Linked DNA regions of Mus musculus: region 2 is linked to region 1. The links are chromatin contacts, called in public ChIA-PET maps. All regions are on one chromosome and are shown on one strand. The core of a region is the stretch at or near the end of the contact, and the rest is flanking DNA. Distances in the headings are between cores, read along the strand shown. Region 1 overlaps Rora (RAR-related orphan receptor alpha). Region 2 overlaps Rora (RAR-related orphan receptor alpha).

The links. ChIA-PET counts read pairs in DNA pulled down with a chosen protein or histone mark.
Region 2: an RNA polymerase II ChIA-PET map of memory CD8 T cells shows a contact between it and region 1, with 198 read pairs. The contact joins two enhancer-like sites. A contact is called at or near these places in 10 of 484 Hi-C or Micro-C datasets (CD4 T cells, CD4 single positive thymocytes, CD8 T cells and 6 more) and 4 of 115 datasets of contacts at active chromatin or transcription factors (CD8 T cells, effector CD8 T cells, heart atrium and 1 more).

Annotation. Positions count from the first base shown.
Region 1 is chr9:69,032,949-69,035,648 of GRCm38.p6, reverse strand. The region is part of intron 1 of Rora (RAR-related orphan receptor alpha); the gene reads right to left. Among named protein-coding and RNA genes, the nearest start is that of Gm31262, 210 kb to the right of the region's middle. Within about 2 kb of position 1,253, at least 55 of the 459 cell types and tissues checked have an H3K27ac peak or open chromatin away from gene starts, as enhancers often do. A contact at or near this core is called in CD4 single positive thymocytes, CD8 T cells, Th1 cells and 3 more, where this site is marked.
Region 2 is chr9:69,123,830-69,126,529 of GRCm38.p6, reverse strand. The region is part of intron 1 of Rora (RAR-related orphan receptor alpha); the gene reads right to left. Among named protein-coding and RNA genes, the nearest start is that of Gm46153, 180 kb to the left of the region's middle. Within about 2 kb of position 1,324, at least 116 of the 459 cell types and tissues checked have an H3K27ac peak or open chromatin away from gene starts, as enhancers often do. A contact at or near this core is called in CD4 single positive thymocytes, CD8 T cells, Th1 cells and 3 more, where this site is marked.

The DNA.
Region 1 (2,700 bases), core at 4-2,503:
TCGGATGTTCTGGAGTTTCTGATGAACTCACAAATTAAGCTTTGGATTAATTTTTAAAGCACACACCTCAGGAAAATACACAAATTTCCATGCCAGAGGAGCCAGTGAGCTTTGTGCAGCCTGCTGCTGGGCCTGCTGCTCTATTTGGGACATACAAACAAGCCAAATAGTTCCGCCTTCATATGCTTCTTTTCTTCTGGCCTTTTCTGGGAACATTTTCTCTATTTTTGAAGTGGTGAGCTTGTTCTTGACTTTGAAGATGGGCTTGATATGCCTCTTGCTCCTCACAGGGTCTCTTCTGGTCCTAGTCTGTCTTCCCACAGATCCTGGTATCTCCTTGGCCCTTCCTGAATTAGATTCTAGATATTTGTCATCTCTCCTCCCTCCCTTCCCACCTTTCTTTCCCACTCCTCCCAGTGTGTGTGTGTGTGTGTGTGTGTGTGTGTGTGTGTGTGTGTGTGTGTGTTACTATATTGAGAGTCTCCTAAGGATATTTGCTCTGTTGTATTCACCTTTGCACTCTGAGTGGTCAGTTCCCAGAATAGAGAGAGAACAAAGGAATTACCACGTTCGAAACTTAGAAAAACTATATCTAATTCAGGCAAATTTCAAGAGAAAAAGTCAGGTAAACCTGACTTTCTAAGCACAGCTGGAGAGGCCCCCAATTGACCAGTTCCCATTATACATTAATGACTAAAGCACCCACCGGTGAGCAGCTGCTTTGAGTAAGCCCCCCACACAGGCCCAGTGCCCACATTTGCATGGGCATGCACACACAAAAGCTAGAAGGAGCTTGGAGTGTCATGCAGAGGTGCAACCCATAAGATAAGATCATCGTGCTGCACAAAGAAGTGAACCACGTGACGATGTGGGTAACCCCAGGCACAGATGACACCCTCAGCAAGGCCCCACTCAAATCTAACCACATCATCTCTTCATGAAGCAAACATGAAAAAAAGCACCACTCCAACAATTACCAAAAGGGTGGTTTCATGCTTACCAGCCTCGATGGTATCAACACTCCTAACTCCAGGGCTACACTTGGGGAAATAGTTCTCTGAGATAAGGAGATGAACTATCTGCTCAAGAGAATGTGCAGGAAGTGAAGGGAGCCAGGCAACACGTAACGAAACAGTTTGTGGCCGATGAGCCATCTAAATAAAAGTGTCCCCAGGCAGCTTCAGTTGTGTAAGCAGAGGAAACCAAGACACCCTATCTCTGAGTGAGCACACTGTGGGTGCCAGCGTGCGTGTGTATCCACGGAGCATCTTGGCTAAAGTGAAAGTCACAGCTCCTCTAGCTGTGGCTGACACCTGCATAGAGTAGAAAAGTTGCAAAGGTGAGGTGACTTCCCATGCAGCAGCTTTGAAGACCCTTACTGGGTGGCTCTGTCTGCTGTGTGAAGCCATTGGCTGAATGGCCATCGCGATGCCATCCCGAGAGAAGGGACAGTGATGGCTCAGTGCAGTCTGGAAAGAGAGGCTGCACTTAGCTTCCTAGTACCTTGACATAGTTGGGTGATGAGCTCTGAGCCACTGACGATGGCATTTTGCTTTCAGAAGCTTTGCTCATGTTTCTTCCGTGTTTTCGGCAGTGTGGCGACTCTCATCCTTTCTACCCCTTTTTACTCCAGCAACCTTTTCTGCTTAAGCAGGTTTGGGAGCGTCTATCATCATTGTTTTTATACTTCTTTATGAAGTGTGTCTCGGTGTGACTGTGTGCATGTGAAGCTTGTACACTCTGACTTGTAGGAGTCTCTGGTTCTTTCCTTCCACCCCATGGGTCCCATGGGACCACACAAAGTCATCTGGTTTGGTAGTAGGTGACTTTACCCACCAACCTACCTTGCCATTCCCCCCCTCAAGCTATCTTTATATGAGTCTTCAAGGCCCTGGAGTGCTACAATATGAAAGCCAGGATGGGCCTTAGTGGCATAGAGCCCAAACTACACTGGTGCAAAGACGTGCTTTAATTCTCTGCTCTGGAATTAGTCAATGCTCTTTGACTTTAGTTAAGTCCCTTAACCTAAGTTTCAGGCCATCTGCATTAAGTTTGCTGTAGACATAGGAGTTCCCTCATGTGAAGTCCTTAGCACGCGAGCCATACAGACCTCACTATATGGAGCTATTGTGATGAACAATGGATCAAAGAGAATCCTGAGGTCCAGAGAGTGTAAGTATTTCATCCTAAGCAAAGGAGTCTTGAGTGGTCAGTAGCTATCAAATCTAGTAGATAATGTCTGAATCAGAGATGAAAGTACTCATTACTGGTTTAATTCATGGTAGAACTAAAGTCCATTCAGTTTTGGGACAGAGCTTGGCACACTATATTACAATGATATTAGTAACTGCACACGTGTGCGCGCGTGCACACACACACACACACACACACACACACACACACACACACACAAGGTCTATTCAACTGAAAAGTGGAATCTGGCACTTTCTAGGTCTCCTAAAAAGAGTATAGCACCAAAGACTGGAGATTTCTGTTTAATCTGCTATTTCCCAGCTGCCATATCACCATGCCTCTACTATTCTAGAAAACTCACCCAGGAAGGTCTCAGCCTGACATGTTCCCTGAGGGATACATTCCTTTTTTACAATGCAGATAAAGACTGTTCCAGAATCCTGGGAAGTTAATTAGAGTCACTGGTAATTTGAGTGACTGCAAAGCCCCAAGGCATTCACAGAATGT
Region 2 (2,700 bases), core at 75-2,574, 91 kb before region 1:
CAGTGAGCTCCAGGTTCAAAGAAAGACTATTTCTTAGAGAAACAATTAAGATATCCTATGCTGACCTCTGCATGCATGCACTACCCACACATAAACACACCCTGAAGACACACACACACACACACACACACATACACACACACACACATAGTGCACCCCCTACATCCCTGCCGTCTCCTTCCCCCCAACCCCAACACACAGCACATTGTAGACCACAATGAGCCATCACTCCAAGGTATATCTCCTTACTTGAACTCCTGCCCAAGAGGGAACAGGAAAAGAATTTGGGGAAGAGAAACAGATACCTAGCATGTACTAAAAGATGGGGATGCCATATATTTTGAACTTCTCCTGATGAGTAGCATCTCGGCTGGACTTGGGGAAGAACAAGGGGAAGCAGGGTGGCAATGGAATAGTGTAAGGAGAGTCAGACCGGGGCTGAGGTGGATACAAAGAAAGAACTTTGGACCATGAGAGAAGCTTCACAGAAGAGGCAGGTGCAGAAGGCAATGGCAGACACCCACAAAGCCACCGCTACGTTGACACCCCCAGTTCCCCTCACTTCCTACTCCATCGGAAGCACTGATTTCATATCTCTTGGAGGCACAGTATGTGAAGCAAGGATGTGTGAGAGGAGGGTTGTTTTGCATCTCCCAATAATAGCGTTTCCATTCGGTACCTAAATAAACAATCTATTTTAGTGTCTCCCCTTTGATATCTCGAATGTTCCCTCCTGTTATTTCTGGCAGCTCTCAGTCCTGTGATGTGATTAGAGGGGACGATCACACTTACATAACAGGCATAACAGCGTCAAATTAATTTGCCTCCGAGAACAACGGGCGGGCGGGCGGGCGGGAGGCAGTCACTGGTGCTCTCTGATGGGTCCCCGCCCCCACCGCCTCTCCTTGATTTAAGTGACTTCAGGGGATTAGAGTGAAGTCGGTCAGTAGAGCGATGCTGGGGAAACAGCCCTAACATCCAGTCTGACCTTGTAAACTGAAAAGAGGCGCACAATAAATAAGCAAGGTTCTGTCTCCATGCCTGGTGCAGGAGGCACGGTGAGTCACCACCGACCGAGCAAACACACTTCCTGCATCCAAAGAAAGAAACTTCGAGAAACTTCCGTCTATTTTCTGAAGCTATGTCCAGCTGACCGAGGGTGGTCTAAGGTGTTTGAGATCTGGATTTATGATTTTTTTTTTTTTGCTTTTCTTTATGGCCCCTTATAAAAATGAAACATTTAAAGGCTGCCTTGGCTTTTTACTCTAGAAGCCTCGGCCATAAAAGCAGAGGCAAGTATTGTTTCCGGTTTTCTAAACTATGTGACAGCAGCTCTGAAAAATGCAGTCCAGGAGCCTGCCAAAGGCCAGAGGTTTACAAAGGAGGGTGATGGTGATGTGGGGGTTCGGTGGGGGAGAAGGGAGATGTATTAGTCCTGTGTTAGTTAGCTCTATACCACCCTTAACCATTTTAGTTCTCTGGGTCTGGGCTTTCTTATCCAGGAAAGTAGATATGACATTTCCTTTTTCATTTCTCTTTAAACAATTGGTTTTCACTCATCCTTTTGTCTAGTTTATCCATTCAGCCAACAGATAATTATTGAACACAAATCTGTCAGAGCTGGGTTTATCAGCTGAGGTGGTCTTGGCCCCAAGTGCTCAGGTCCCAGTTGGGGGTAAATATGAAAATAGTCACCTTGCTTTGCCAGGAGGGCTGGGAATAAACCCTGACCCCGCCACTCTTCATCTGTTATTGCTATTAAGTCTCACAATCGGGGATGGAAAGACTGCTCTGTGGCTAAAGTGCTTGCTTTGCAAATATGAAGACCTGAGCTTAGATCCCCAGTACCCAAATAAAAAGCTCTGTGTGGTCCTGACTGCTCTATCAGCCAAGTGCTGGGAAATCCTCCACACTTCTTGGCCAGTGAATCTATCCTGGTGAGTTCTAGGGAAATGAGAGGCCCCATCTCAAAGGAAGGGCATGGTGCACCTGAGTGTGACACTTGAGGGCATCCTCTGCTCCCTCCATACACTCCTAAAAATATTGAATCTCATAACTGCAGTGAAAGCAGAGATTTCAACCACCGCTAGTTTACAGCCAGGGAAACTAAGCCCAGAGCCATTGTATAACTCTGTGTCAATTCATGTTTGTGAATGACAAGACTAGAATTCAAAGCCATTGTTCATGGCCCCGTATTCATTCTCCACTATAAGAAGAGATGTTACAATAAGTACTACCAGCCATGACTAGAGTTGAATCATCACACCAATGAAAAGTATTATTGTTTGTTAACCATCTCATTGATTAAGCTGGCTGATATCCCCCTTGGCAATGGCTTCTTGGCAAAGGCAAATAGCAGATTTCTGAAATGACAGGAACTCTACAGACAGCAGTGGATCGCGGGATCAGCGAGGGGAGGCTCTAGGACCCCAAGGATGCCTAAGCCTCTCATAGAAGACTCTCTGGACTACTTCTAATGCCCACTACGTGTGAATGTTAAGTAGATGTTAGACTATATTGTTTAAGCAACAAATAGAAGAAGCAAAGGTTGGTATGTGTTCAGGACACACACAACACTTGACCAAATATTTTCAATCTGTGGTTGGTTGAATCTGTGGGCCCAAAAATGTCACTTTATAGAGGGACAACTGTATTTTAAGACTTAAGAAGTGTGTGTGTGTGTGTGTGTGTGTGTGTGTC